Linked DNA regions of Mus musculus: region 2 is linked to region 1. The links are chromatin contacts, called in public HiChIP or PLAC-seq maps. All regions are on one chromosome and are shown on one strand. Each heading gives the region's core, a stretch centred on a gene start, on an enhancer-like site or on the middle of the called end of the contact. The rest is flanking DNA. Distances are from core to core; before and after follow the strand shown. Region 1 holds the start of Prmt8 (protein arginine N-methyltransferase 8). Region 2 has its middle 7.6 kb from the start of Gm38902.

Region 1 (7,045 bases), core at 4,525-7,024:
CTGGGTCTTCCTCAGCCTGTGATGATGCTCTTGCTGGGTTAGCAAGTCAACAGAACATTCCAAGAAGAATTCTTTGAAATGAGGATTGCTAAAGCTATTCTTTTCATCCCTGGTATTCTCCTTTAGGGTGATGGATCCCCAAACAAGGAGTTACCAGCCGTTAATAACACACCAGGTTTTCACCGAGAATCAGTAAAGCAAGAACAGAGAAGGGCCCATTAACCTACTGGCTCATAAGAGGACCTTGTGATGAGCACATTTATCTTCTCTTAGATGAATACCCCATGGCGAGAGGCAATGATTACCGAGTATTGAATAGGTCCATGAATAACAACAACATCCAGGATGCTTTTGGGTTTGAGCAGTATTTGCTCTGGATTTGCTCACTGATCCCCACTATTTTCAGGCTACACTGTAGATGATATATGAGCTAAAGCTCATTTCGCTATCACATTGGTAGGAGTAAATATAACATTTTCCCCTCAATACTTCCTAGGTCTTTCAGGAATACCCTGATGGTATTCTGACTATCCAGATGCCTATACCACATAAAATACAGTTTCCTCTGTATGGTCACTTATCTGACTTACAACATCTGGATCCCCAAAATCTTTGTCCATTGTGAGTTTTAAAGGACAGGACTAGCTCAAGCACATCTTAAGAGTAGAGATGGGTGCAGGCAACCATGGTGACCTAGCTGCCTTGAGAGCCATAGGTTTCTCATCATGGGGTCCCTTGCTCTTGGGCTACAATGTGCCTTCCAGTTCCTGAGAGACTGACACAGTCCTTGGTCAGTGACATGTTTTGGCCACTTTGTTTTCCTCTATGTTCCCCCAGAAGTCAAGGAAGCATGGAAGCCTGACAGAACAATTGGTCTTAGACTTTAATTTTGTGTACCCTGTAAAGTGTGCAAGCATGATTGTATCCTGGCAACTATAACTGTATTGATCCTAGAAATTGCCATTATATTCTGTTATAAAAAGTCTGATTGCTCTCAGTAAAATTGTCACAGCCTCAGTCTTACTGTGGCTCCTCCAACCTGCCTGCTTTAATCCCTTACAGTCATATCAGATGACCTTGGCCCGGTAAGTAAACACAGGTGCTTACAATTTCTGGAAAGTCAGAAGGCTTTAAAAATGTCTTATAATCCCACAAATCAGTTATTATTTGCCTTGTGGCAAAAACCATGCTAAAAATAAGACAAGTGAAAAAGAAAAAGAAACAAGGTTGCCTATTCAATTGGAGAAATAAACATATATAAAAGACAATTACCTCGTGATAGGAAAAGTCAGAGACAGGCAGCACAAATACCTAAGAAGAATCCATGGATTACTCTCCCTCGGGAGAGAGGTTAAATGAGAGATCTGGGAAGGCTGCCCAGAGGAAGCAACATTTGATTTGAATCTTGCAGGTTGAGGAAGACTTTTTTCCCCCAGAGAGGAGAACGGGAAGAAGCATTTTAGATGGATGGAGGATCACAAAAGTATTCAGCATACATTCGGCTGCCTTGGAGTCTCCCATAGGGCAAGTATTCAAGGGCCTTGTTTACTATGCTAAGGACACCAGTACCCTGTAGGAAATGAGGTAGTTCCTAAGTTTTCAGAGAGCTGACCTACCACAAGCAGATTTGTCCTTTCAAAAGCTAGCCCTGCAAGGATGGGGAGGCTGGACCAGACATGGCCAGATGCTGGGAGCTAAGGTTCTAGCATGGAGATAAAGGGCCTGCATGTGCGTAGGCTGCAGAGAGTGGGAGTGGAGGCTCTACAGATGTCACAGGAAGCCCCAGCACCACACTGAAGATGTAGCTCAGTTGGTAGAGTTTGCCTAACATTCACAAAACCCTGGGTTTAATCTCCAGCACTGTGTAAATCCCACTGCAGTGGGGTCTCATGCCTAAGCACTCAGAAAGTAGAGTCAGAAAGATAAGGAGCTCAAGGCTTGCCTGGGGTATGGGAGACCCTGTCTCGAAAGAAAAAAGTGGCCCTAGGAGATTCTGGGATGGAAGACAGAGCAGGAAGTGAGGTCGGGGACTGCCCTGATGTTTCCCTACACCATACACAGATTATTGGCCACAAACTGAATCAGCTCATGAACAAGTTTAAGAGACCAAAATCAAAGGGGTGGAAGGTGTACTCAAGCCACAACGCCTCACACAGGAGGCTCCATGCCCTAGTATCTCACCTTGTTCCAGGTCTGAAGATGGTGGTCACAGTATATAGAGTCACAGCCTCAGTCTCAATACTACATGCCTCACCACCACCACTACCACCACTGCTACCACCACCACCACCAGCAGCACCACCACCTCCCTCCCCTGCCTGATAACTGCCATCCTCTCTGCCTCCCCTCCCCACCTTCCCTCCCCACTGCCTTTCCCTTCCAAAGCAATCGTCTCCTCCCACTCGCATGCACTCCCATTCACACATGGCATCTTGCTAGAAATAGCAAGAGTGGAGCAAAGAGCAATGGATTGAAAGTGAGGGCAATCCATACCCCAAGCCCGATTTAACCCGCCAGCTGGCCGGAGTCACTGCCTGACCTCAGGCTACTCTGTGGTCTCCAAGAAAATGGGAAACAAATACTAACCTTCGCTTCTCTCATAGCCTTAGTATGAGCACAGAACACAAGTAGTATGCTACCACCTGCAAGACGCAGGGAAAGATGTAACCGGGCTCTCCAGTCACAACTGTGTTCACTAATTTGTGAGCTCTTTGAGGGCAAAAGCCAGGCCACTAGGGTCTTAGAAACCTACTTTTCCGGGTACAGAGTGAGTACCTGCTAGAGACTGGACAGCAACCGTTGTCATTCCCGCCCCTCCCCCCCCCCGCCCACACACTCCACACATCCACAAGTGTGCTCTTGGTACCCCTAAGATGTGCAGGCAATGCAACCCCCTCAATACCCCACTTTGGAAGCACCACTTTGCTCTTAGCTTATTCCAAAAACAGCCTGCCCGTTCCTGGAGGAAAACCAAGCAGTAGTCACGAGGCCTGTATGCCTCACTGGGCACGTTTGACCAAGTCTGGGTTGCATCCTTTCTCCAAGGAAGTTGCTGAGAGCTGAACCTTCCCATGTTCCGCTTTGATTCATTGTCATCTAAGGGGTCTAAGACCAGCTGGGTTCTCTCTCTCTCTCTCTCTCTCTCTCTCTCTCTCTCTCTCTCTCTCTCTCTCTCTCTCTCTTCCTCCCTCCCTCCCTCCCCACTCCGTCGTCCTCCCCCCCCCCCTCCGCCCCTGCCACCACCGCTTCTACTGCTGTTTTCATTGATGCCTTGAGCAGAGCTGGCATGTGCGACTGCTGAGAAGGGGGAGCTCAGAGCAGCGGGGGAAGCGAGTAAAAATAGCCTGTCGCGCGTCGCTCTGCCTGCTCCGGACGCCTTTAACCCTCACCGAGGTGGAGAGAGCCGCAGCCGCCACTGCACACTGCGGAACGTGGCCCGGGTCTGCACTAGACCCCACACGCCAGTCCGGGTGATTGTGGACGAGGACCCACGAAAACTTTTTTTATTTTTATTTTCTATTTTTTTTTAAGACAAGTGAAGATGAGGTGGGATAGGGAAAAAGCAGGGAAGAGCTATAGCTACTGGGTTGCAGGGACTGCTACAAGCTGGCTGGCCCAACACTTCACCAGTGCGCGGCCTTGAGACTCCAAGCTATTTTTAGAAACCTGTTCCGCGGGTGGGCGATCAGAGGGCGGAGGGGGAGGGGAATGCTGAGCGTCTGGTGCTATTACTCGGTTTCAAAGACTCTGCTCCCAGGTTGGGGTGGGGAAGAGGATGGTCCAAGGAACGACATGCAGAATGGCTTTGCCCTAACTCAAGGAGAAGACATTAACTGCTGTATGCCCCTCATCTTCCAGCCCCAGATCGTGTTTGTTTCAAAATCGACAGTTGCCAGAAGCATGCTGCCTCTAGTGTCCAAGGAATGGGTATTCTTAAGCTTTGCTGCCTATACCGTGAGGCGGGGAATGAGTTGTGACCTCTAGGAAAGAAGGCCGGGAAAGGTCTTCACGTTGTTTTTGCTTTCCCGCAAGGCCTGGACAGTCTCCGCGCCACACCCCCATCTCAGCCCCACGCTGCATATGGGTTACCGTATGTGAAATGTACGGCAGCCCCACCAGACACTGGGCTATTAATAGAGCCCCGGAGTTTGCTCTGTGTCTTTTTCCTGCCACCGAATAAGGGATGATCACACACACGCCCCACTCCACCCCCACCTCGGCGCACAGTTCCTCTGTGAAGGTAAGGGGGCTGCCCATGCCGATCCCCTCCATGACTACAGGTGCCCAAAACCAGGGAAAAATCCCATTGTGATGACAGCTGGGTCAGAGCGAGGCGAAAGAACACACTTGCTCGGGACGCAAAGACCCGCTGGGCTCTCTGCAGCTCAAGGCCAACTCCGGAGTAGAGAAAGGGCAGATACGGGGCGGCCGTAAGGACTGCCGAAGACGGAGGGCAAGAGTATCATTTGCGGAGCTAGAGCGGCCTCCTTAAAAGCTGCTGCGGGACAAGTGGCCGCAGACCGGTTTCGCGCTGCAGCCCAGGGCGCACAACCCCCGCTGCTTGTGCGGGCTAAGCTGCGGCAGGCGCGGGCGCTGTCCCTGGTGCTGAATGGGGCCGCGGTCGGTGCGCCCTCCCAGGGTTCCGCTCTCCCTCGGCGCCTTAAGCACCCTAGGACTGCAGACCTCCGGCCCAGCTGTGGACTGGGGACTGCGGGGGAGGTCAGGTGCAGGTGCTTAGTACTGCCACCAGGTCGGCCCCCTAAGGCCGGGAGCTCTCCGCGGTGTTGCAGGGACCCATAGCTTGGGGACCACCTCGAGCTTGAAGGGTAAAGCCCAGGTAGCGGTGGGAGATAATCGGTGCACTGCAGGGAGCAAACCTGGCCCTAATATAACCCACTCCAGCTCTTCGTAAAGCCGGGATCCGGGATCACTATCGGAATCCTGTGCACAGGGGCAGGGGAGCCGGGCTGCCCAAGGTTTGGGACTTAGGGGAACAGGAAGGGAGCAGAGGGTGGCAGGAGAGGGTGATGGGGCTGAAAATTTAGATTTTCAAGGGGGAAAGGAACTGAGACGTGCACCGTCGCCCCCCACACACACTCCTACACTTCTCTCTCTCTCTCTCTCTCTCTCTCTCTCTCTCTCTCTCTCTCTCTCTCTCTCGGCAGGGACAAGCGGGATGGGGAAAGTTTGGCACCACGGCGTTGGTGGTGGCAGCAAGCAGCGGCGGCACACAGGGGTCCCAGTGGGAGGCAGGGTCGCTGAAAACCCCGGCCCGGTCGCCTCCTTACCTCGGTGCTTTCGACTGCATTCTCCGCCATTTTCCTCCGGAGGAGCAGGCAGCGGGAGGAGTGTTTCATGCCCATAAGAGCCAACAAGGGTTTGGGGATTCGAGATAGTAAAGAACGAGAGACGGCTGATGTGGCTTTAAAAGAGAGCCTAAGAATGCAAGAGGAGGGGGGAAAAAATCCCAGCCAGCCCCTCTCCCGGAGCGTCCTCCGCGACAATCGAGCTCTGTGGAGTCCCTCCTGCGGTCGCCACTTTGTTCACGTTTCCTCGCTCTTCATCTGCCTCGCATCCCTTCGCACACTTGCAAGTTCTGGTCGCGCTCACGACCCCCTCCGCGCCCCTCTCCCCTGCGCGGCGGGCTGGGCGGGAGGGAGGGAGGCGGCCCCGCGGGCTCGCCGGCAGAGGCAGCGGCTCCGAAGTCCGGCAGGCGGGAGGCGGACGGCAACTCTCCCAACTTCTGCCGATCGCTGGGCGAAGCAACACGCGTCCTGCTCGGCGCTCCCGGGGGCTGAGCCGGTGAGTGGGGGCGGGGTGGGAGGTGCGCGGGAGCGAGCGGGTGGCGGGGCGCTGACGGCGGAGACCCCCAGCCCGCCCCCGTGCCCGGGACCGCGGGGTCTGGGGGCCGCCTGCGCTCCGCTGCGCTCCTGGCGCGGCGCACACCTGGCGCGGGGGCTAGGGCTGCGCGCACGCTGCGGGGCCGCGCGCCAGGCTCCGGGAAGCAGGCGTCCACGAGGCTGCTGGAGGGTCTCAGCCCAGTGCAAGTCCTTCTAACGAGGGCAAGCACCGGACAAGACTCAGCCACGGTTACCAAATGTCTACGCCCCTCACCCCTCCCCAGCCCCCCCACCCGGTCGATTCCTGGATCCTTCCTGCGCGGATTACTGTTTGGGGCATGAACAGGGTGGGTGTCTGGATGGGAGGGGGAAGTCCTCAACTCCTTCAACTCTAGGTCCTCTCTATCTAGCTTTTCTTCACCCTCAGGACCCAAGACCAGAAGGCCTTCAAACCCCTCTCAGGAGGACCGGGTTGAAGTGAAGGTGGCTGCCTGAGGTGGCTTGGGAAAACAACCAGGAACAAATCAATAAAAGGGTCCGCGGTCTAGCTCCCCTACCCCTGTCTAGCCTGTCAGCCCCCACTCCCGGGGGGACACACATCTCTCCCCCTCCCCTACAGCCCCTCCCCCACCTTCACCCTCTCCTGACGTCCCTTTTATGGGAGAGAGCCGTGAGGATGTCACGTACCCATTAGGATTCTCTCGATCCTTTTTTAAGGGAGAGTTTGGGCGGCAGCGGGGGGTGTGAATTTTTATACAATGCATTCCTGTCTTCACTTTGAGAGCTTTTTTTCTCTCTTTCGGGCCATCTGTCAGGCATTGAGGGATAGAACAATGGGGGAGGGAGGCCATACTCAGGACTCTGTAGCTGGCTATCTCCGGGAAAGCTGAACCTTCAGGCTTTCTGGCCCACAGGTCAAGGTCAGGGACCGCACAGATGTGCCAGGAGCTTTCTTCCCGCTTCATCTCAGTCCTTAGTTGAGTTATTTAAACCAATCGCCCTGTTTAGTCTGATCATAGCCTTTGATAGCCAAGAAGTGTAAGAGTGACTGTCCTCAACTAACCCAGGTTCATTGAGGAAAAGGGCCAAAACCCAGCTCGGCTCACGGTGATAGATACTTCTATCAGACCAAGATCCTCAGGCAAAGAGAAGAGACATGGCCGTGAGCAGAGGTGAGGAGTAAAAAACGGGAAGAGGAGGGAGAT
Region 2 (7,150 bases), core at 4,625-7,124, 59 kb after region 1:
TCTGGAGATAGGGTAGACTTAAATCAGGCTGGACCTGTGCTTCTCTAACACCGCCCTCCTGAGACCACCCCCACACGATCCTGGGCCCTTCCAGCCATATACAGCAGTGAGAACTTTGGTGAGGCAGCAGAAGGACTTAACAAAGCCCAAGCCACCACAAGGGCTGACCAGGGGACATCTTCTCCTTCCAGTACCACCATGTCACTGCAAGCTGGTTAACACCCTCACTTTTGCAGTCAGAGACATGGACATTAATTGGGTTTAAGAGGAGTTACCTAGTACCACACAGTAGATGCCAAAGATGTGACTCAAGCCTGCTTCAGTCTACTCCCAAAGTCCTCATTATAGTCTCAGAATAGATGAGGTGGGGGAGTGGCATGAACACCTAGAAACAAACCAAATGGACACCAGAAGGGGCATGACTAAATATATATCGTGTGTATTGTGCTCATGGCGTATAATCACGGGCAGGGGAAGTAAGAGAAAGGGCAATAAGCTAAGATTTCTTTCATAAAGTTTGATCACAACAACTGAGATAAAAATGACTACTATATTTAAACAGTGTAGTCCAGTGATTGGCTCAAATAGTACGATAAGGAGATTCATCATGTAGTCAACTCCCTGTCAGGTCTTAAATTCTACTAGCCCATTTGGATTGCAAAGAGACAGACCCATCCCTTCCCTAGTGTGGTGTCCCTCATAGACACAGAACTTAAGCTTAAATGAGAGCTGGAATTGTATCAGAGTCTGAAGGAGAGAGGTTTCTGATGGAGTTTGTCCAGCTACGGCCCCTAAGTCCTGGTCTGTGGCTGCAAATACTTCCCCAAGCCAGTTTGCTTCTTGTCCTGACACCCCCTCACTTCTTAAGCAGTGTTCTGAAGGTCATCTTCTATCTCCCTCCTCCCCATCCTTCAATGTAGGCAGGGAGTCCATATCTGAGTTGCTATCTCTGAATGATCCAGAAATCTTTGTCTTCATCATATGTGCAACGTTCTGCAAATTCAGGAATTTTCTTGGTCTTCATGCCCTCAAGCCTTGAGGCCTTGGAGTGAGGGAGTTAGCAGTGTTTTCTTGTAACTCTTGAGGAATTTTCTGGAAGGAAACTGCTTCTGCTCCAACTCCAGTAGCATAGCACTGTGAGACAGTCTGTCAACACCAGTCTCCATTGACTAATAAAGACTCCACCAGCAGGACCCACAGTCACATCTCTCTCTGCAGCCAGCAGTGTGGACAAAGTCCGCATGTCAAGGCCATGATGGGATAAACACTGAGTAAGAGTGGGAGGAGCCTTCTATACAGACAGAATCCAGAAGGCTGGAGGGGTTGGACCCTCAGCTTTACATCACATACAGTGCATTGAAGCTTTTGGTAACCTGATGGAGTAGGCTCTTGAGGTTGTGGGATCCCTGTGCCACCTAAGTAGAGGCCACCAGTGGAAGGAAAAGGCATCTCACCTGCTCAGTCCATTACCTAGGTCTCAACCCATTGGCTGAAAACCCGTTTGCCTTGGTGAGGTGATTTTTGCATTTCTAGGCAGACCAATTAATTATGTTATCTTTGAACACAATCAAAGCTATGCACACAGGTGAGACTTCTCCATGCAAAAGGAGGCACCGAGCAGGGCCAGGACTGCATTACTGCCTGTGTTGCTTTTGGACAAATCTTTAGTCTATTAATAGAGATCCTAAACGTGGACAATAGCGGCTCCCAGGGCTGTGCTGGATGAGACTGGAGTGGCATCCCCAGTGGCTCAGCCCCTGGCTTACTCAGGTCTACTGGTGGGGAAGGGAAGAAGAACCCTTGCCTTTCAAAGACCTGGCTGAACTTAAAAGTTGCCCCCACCCCCACCCCACCTCTGGAGTTCTATAGTAACCATAGAAAGCTGTGTGCAAAGCAAATGCCTGACAAAGACGAATGGGATGAACGGGAAGCCAGGGTTTTCTCCAGACTCTGAGCTGAACTTAACACATAACTGGATCCTAATTGTCTTCAAATAACTAATTAGAACATTCAAGCAAAGCTTGAATAGCTTCCTATAGTTGATAAAAAAAAAAAAGTCATTCCAGGTGTCTCTAATTCAACATCACAGATGTTAGGGTCAAGGCCTACAACCAGTCACACCACCTTTGTAGACTCCATAAACTCAAGGCACCTCCCTTGGGCTGCAGATCAACCCTACTTCTGGAGCAAAGGATGGGGTCTCTGTTTCCTTGCTGACCCAGGAATCATCTGGGACATGTTCCTTCACATCTTAGTGACAAAATAAAACAAAAGAAGCACCGTGCTGCACCTGACCTCGTCAGTTGGCAGCTCACAGGTCACCCACAGCGGGCCGAGGAGCTCCCCAAACTCAGATGAAACACAGCAACCTCTGCCTCGACACAGAAAAGAATTGTGGAAAGAGCTGGTGAAAAGCAAAATCGGAATTTATTTTAAAAAAGAAAACAAACTTTTTTGTGTCTTTTTTTTGGGGGGGGGAGTTATTTTGTTTTGTTTTGACATAGGTACTAAGCATGAAGTTAAGAGAAAAAAATTAGGAGACAGATCCACTTGAGAGCATAGGTGTGGCCACCTTAAAAGAGAGATCTATTTCGTTGCCTTTACAGTAGTCACATATATAGTAGGTAGAGGGGGGCGGGGGGGGGCATCTCCAAAGAGTTGCTAAAAAACTTAAGTGAGATTACAGGTGAGGGCTACTGTCTAAGTCACTCTGATTTAGAGTGTTAGAATATTGTTACTGTAAACAAAGGTACTCTTGTTTAGAAAATATCTGGGTGTAGTGAAAATGTTGTTTTCTTTGAAAAACACAGAAATATTATGGGAATATATTTTGGTTTTAGTCCCAGGTGGGATGTGAGGCTGCTTCAGACTGCCTCTGCAGCACGATGTTGCCAGCGGACAGGTAGTTTGTGCAGTTGTGTTATGTGTGTGGTGTTTGACTTCTCAGAGAGTATATAAATGCCAGGGCCCCAACAGGCTTGGGTTGTTGTTGGTTGGTGGTTGGTGGCTGGTGGTCAAGGTTTGTTAAGTAGTCATGCGCAAAGAAGAAACAGGAAGAAGAAATTAGATCAAACTTGCCACAGGAAACTTGACGCCCACAACCAGCAGGAAGTAGTCTAATGATAACCCTTTCCCCACCCCTATCCTTTTTCTGGACTATGTCGAGTTAGGGTGGAAAGGGGGTGGAGAAGGGTGGAAGAAAAAAGAACCCACAAAGTAGCCATGTGCTGGCTACACCTGGGAAAGAAGTAAAGCCATACTTGAAGGTCACACAGACATAAAACATAAGGAATGGCAGCCGCTGTGCTCGTAGCCTTTATAGGAAATGTTCCTTGTGCTGGAATTCTTGGTTCTTGGTTGCCAGGAAGCTTCCACACAGACTCTCAACCGAGGGACTCTTTCTTTCCTTCCTGTGACCCATCCTTCTTTCTGTCTTTCTATCCTACCTTATCGTGGGATATGACCTCCAGTTTTTGTGGAGCTTGAATATGGTAAACACGATTTCCTCCTCATTCAGACTTGTAATGAACCCGTGAGCCTATCCAACACAGATGAGCAAGGGGTGTGGCACTTTACTGGTTGGGAAGCCTTTCTATTCCGTGCTCTGGGTGACAATGACAAAATGCCCTCTTCCCTGGAACAACAGGCAGCTGTGGTGTCATGATGCCTGTTTGATACACAAAAGGCTCAAAAAACAAAACAAAAAAACCCAAAAACCAAAAAACAAACAAAAGAAGCTGAACCAACTCTAGAGCTCCTTCTATTTCCCAATCCAGTGTTCTTCCTATCACACAGAAGGAGCAGGACCATGCAGACTTCTCCAAGGGTGCACCCAGCCCTACTGCTGACACTTCGGTCTGGCCTGCACGAGGGCACCTGGCCCCGGGTGAGGCATTGAGGCTAGCTTGAATGCCACTGAGAACGGCCATTCCCACTCCTGTCCTATTGAACCTCAGACCCCAATTTCCATTGCCCTGGAAAACCACTGGTTTTAAGAAAAGGGAAACATTGCATTGGGCTTCCTTGGGATTGGAAATGCCAAGTGAGAGGCAGTAGGAGACCTCACAGCTGCCCTCCTTAGTAAGGGAAGGAGGTGAGGGCTGCTGGGCTGTTGATGCCCATGAAGAGACAGTCAATTCCTCCTTGTAGAGCACGGCTATCTTACAGATTTGGGGTTTTACTTTGGGGTATTGCTGCTGTTTTGTTTGTTGGTTGGTTGGTTTTTAATCTGTTGCTAGCATGAGTTTTGGTCAGAAGAGTGGGATCTGGGTTGTACCCTTGGCCCTGGGTGGAAACATGGAACTCTAAGCTGCCCAAAAGGTTTTAAGATGACAAAAGACATTGCTTCTGCCCCCTCCCTTAAGAGTTAGTCCAAATGAACCAGCCAATCACCTGGACAGGAAAATGCTGCACAGAAAGCCGAATTTTGAGGGCTGGAGATAAGGCACTGAGCAGTTAGGATGCTTGCAATCATGAAGACAAGGATTTGAATCCTATTACCCAAGTAACAAACCAGGCATCCCACAGGCAGACAGACAGACAGACAGACAGACACACAGACATCAGTATTTTTTTCTTGTTTTCTTTTTTTAAGCTGTATCTTCAGGAAAGATAATCTAGCTGAAAACGTGTTAAAGAAGGTGGAAAGGGTAGCTTCTCCTTCATGAGTTGGGTACATACGCTCCCAGAAGCTCCTGGCTCCACGGAGCTGCTTTCAGACCCCCCACTGCTAACCCTACCCAATTTCCTAGTTCAGAAAGCATAAAACTTCTTTCCCTCTTTCTGTCTCTTTTTTCCAGACACCAGTAGAAATGCTAAGCCTGCTTGCCCTAACATTCTGCGCATCCTCACTCTCCAAAGACTCTGCATGCAGAGGCTCAAAGACATGCATAGAGCATCCAGTGTTATAATCTGTTTGTCACTCAAGGAGCCACCCAGCTCCTCCTCCTCCTGGGAATCAGGTCTCCCTCCTACCTCAACTCCCAAGAATCTCAACAAAAGGAGTGGTTCTGGGGACAGACAGCCTTGCTGCTCACCCAGAGCACCTCTGCCCTTTTCTTCTACACTCAACCTTTTGCCATCAACTACGTGTCTATGATTTCTCCGTTGTTAAAAGTCACCAGAGCACACAGTAACACAGCTGGCTAGCCAGCCAGGAGGCAAGCTCCCCAAAGGGGTCGTCATAGCTCATTCCTCTGACCACTTGCCTTTCTTGTGGCTATCTGTAGAAGGCACAGAGTAAATGGTTAAAAACCCCTAGACTGTTCACCATTTAAAGCTATCCATAATGGGGCATCCAAATATTAGATAGCAATATAGGCTTTGCCTAGCACAAGGCAGATGCACACATCAGCTGAGTCTCATTCTGTGAGTACACATAAGTCTGGCACTAAAATGGAAAAAGAAAAGTATTGCTTGCTTTACTTTTCATTCATCAGAAATCCCCCCTCCCCCACCCCCCACGCGTGCCTCTTTTCTTTTCCTCTGAATCAAGACATGGGTTCCCAGTTTTCCAATTTCACGTGTAGACTGAGATCAGAAACTCCGTTCATTGCCTTTGTTAGAAGGCCCCTGTAGCCACTTGCAGCTACAGGGTTCTTGAAAGGGAGGCTGGGACCATATGGGAAAGAGGTGAGAGAAATAGGAGACCAAGACAAAGATACTGACCTAGGCCCAAAGTTTACTGAGTGTGAACTTATAAATGGAGGGGGCCTATCCCCCACCACGCCAGGCTCTCTGTGCTTTGTCGCCAGGCTCTTGTCACTCTGTCCCCAGGCTGATGCTTATTCAGGGTGGCCTCAGGAAGACAGGTCTACCTCTCAGCCGGTAGCAGCCTCTTGGCGAAAACCACAGAGGCTACAAAACAATAGCTCCATCTAGGTTGGAGACTCCACCCTAGGTGGGCCAGCTGACAATGGTAGAACAGGTCTGAACCAGCCTGCTCAAGGCTGGGGGAGGCTACAGGCCCCAATTATTATCCAGGTCCAGAAAAAAAAATTACCTTGCTGAGTTAAACTTACATGCCACCTTCTGAAATCCCCATCCCAAACACGAGTGACTCTCAAGAAGTAGGAGACATTAGGATTTACGGCTGGCTAAGTCTTTTGGACCTGGCAAATGAGTTCTTCCTACGCTGAGGCAGAATGTTCAGTTCTTTTGGAGTTGAGGTTGTTTTGTTTATTTTCACTTAAATGTTTTTGTTGAGGGAGAGAGGTTGGGGGACGGGCAGAGGATTGGCACAGGCGCCAAGGTAAGTCTGTGGAAGGAAGCTAGGGGATGGCCTACAGGAATTGGTTCTCTCTTCTGTCCATCTGAGTCCCAGGAATCAAACTCAAGTTGGCAGGCTTGGCAGCAACTTTGCTCACCTCACAAGCCCCTGAGGCCCCTGACTCAACCTGTCATTGCTATCTATTATAAGAGCCACCTGGCTCTTGTCTTCAAAAGAACAAATTCAGTCAGGAGGCAGGGACAGTCTGACAAAAAAGTTTATTTAGCAGAGGCTTAAGCAAAGCAAGCGTTCTGAAGACAAAGACACACAAGAGTCTGAGTTGAGTAGGGATGCTCTTGTGGATATTTATGAGGTGGGTGCCATATTCAAGGGTAAGGTGACCCTTTTTTGTGCCCCAAATCGTAGTTGACAAGATGTTCTTTTGGGAGTGTTTTTCTCCCCACCTCATTTTCACAAAAGAAGGGGGCATCACAAATGGTGATGGAAGTAACAGAGTGATATCAGGTCCTTTGAGGACTCTATCCTCTGCTAGGGTATGGGGATAAGTGGCCCCAGTGGCCCCATCATAGCTCTACTGCTCTTTAACCATGAAGGGGACATTCTGACAGTGGGAAGACACAGTCACCTGGGTGTGTAACAGCAGCTCTCCCCATGACCTCATGTCTGACTCCTTGCCTTGGGGTGGTCTCTTTCCTGGACGAGGTAGAGGCCTTCTGAGAAGTTGTTCTTACAATTTAGTCTGTTGCAATTAGATACATTACTCTGTGAAAGGACAACAGTGTCTTGTATATATTCTTCAGGTAGAAGCCTGCCAAAACTAATTGTGATTTTCTCGGAACCCTGTCTTTACTTTGGTCTGATCAGCTTGGCTATCTCATACCCAGATGCTAGCCTTCTTATTTACCTTTTTGAGTGCTTGTG

The links. HiChIP or PLAC-seq counts read pairs in DNA pulled down with a chosen protein or histone mark.
Region 2: an H3K4me3 HiChIP or PLAC-seq map of embryonic stem cells shows a contact between it and region 1, with 6 times the contacts expected there. The contact joins the enhancer-like site here to the promoter of Prmt8 in region 1. A contact is called at or near these places in 3 of 39 promoter capture datasets (frontonasal cranial neural crest, maxillary cranial neural crest and second pharyngeal arch cranial neural crest), 1 of 15 datasets of contacts at CTCF or cohesin (the NIH/3T3 cell line), 2 of 484 Hi-C or Micro-C datasets (cortical neurons and granulocyte-monocyte progenitors), 4 of 115 datasets of contacts at active chromatin or transcription factors (all in embryonic stem cells) and 1 of 9 other capture datasets (adipose tissue).

Annotation. Positions count from the first base shown.
Region 1 is chr6:127,763,385-127,770,429 of GRCm38.p6, forward strand. Prmt8 (protein arginine N-methyltransferase 8) reads right to left here and starts at 5,775. Exons shown (of 10, transcript NM_201371.2): 1 at 5,289-5,775. The coding sequence starts at 5,363.
Region 2 is chr6:127,822,662-127,829,811 of GRCm38.p6, forward strand. No RefSeq gene overlaps it. Among named protein-coding and RNA genes, the nearest start is that of Gm38902, 7.6 kb to the left of the region's middle. Within about 2 kb of position 5,875, at least 6 of the 459 cell types and tissues checked have an H3K27ac peak or open chromatin away from gene starts, as enhancers often do. A contact at or near this core is called in embryonic stem cells, where this site is marked.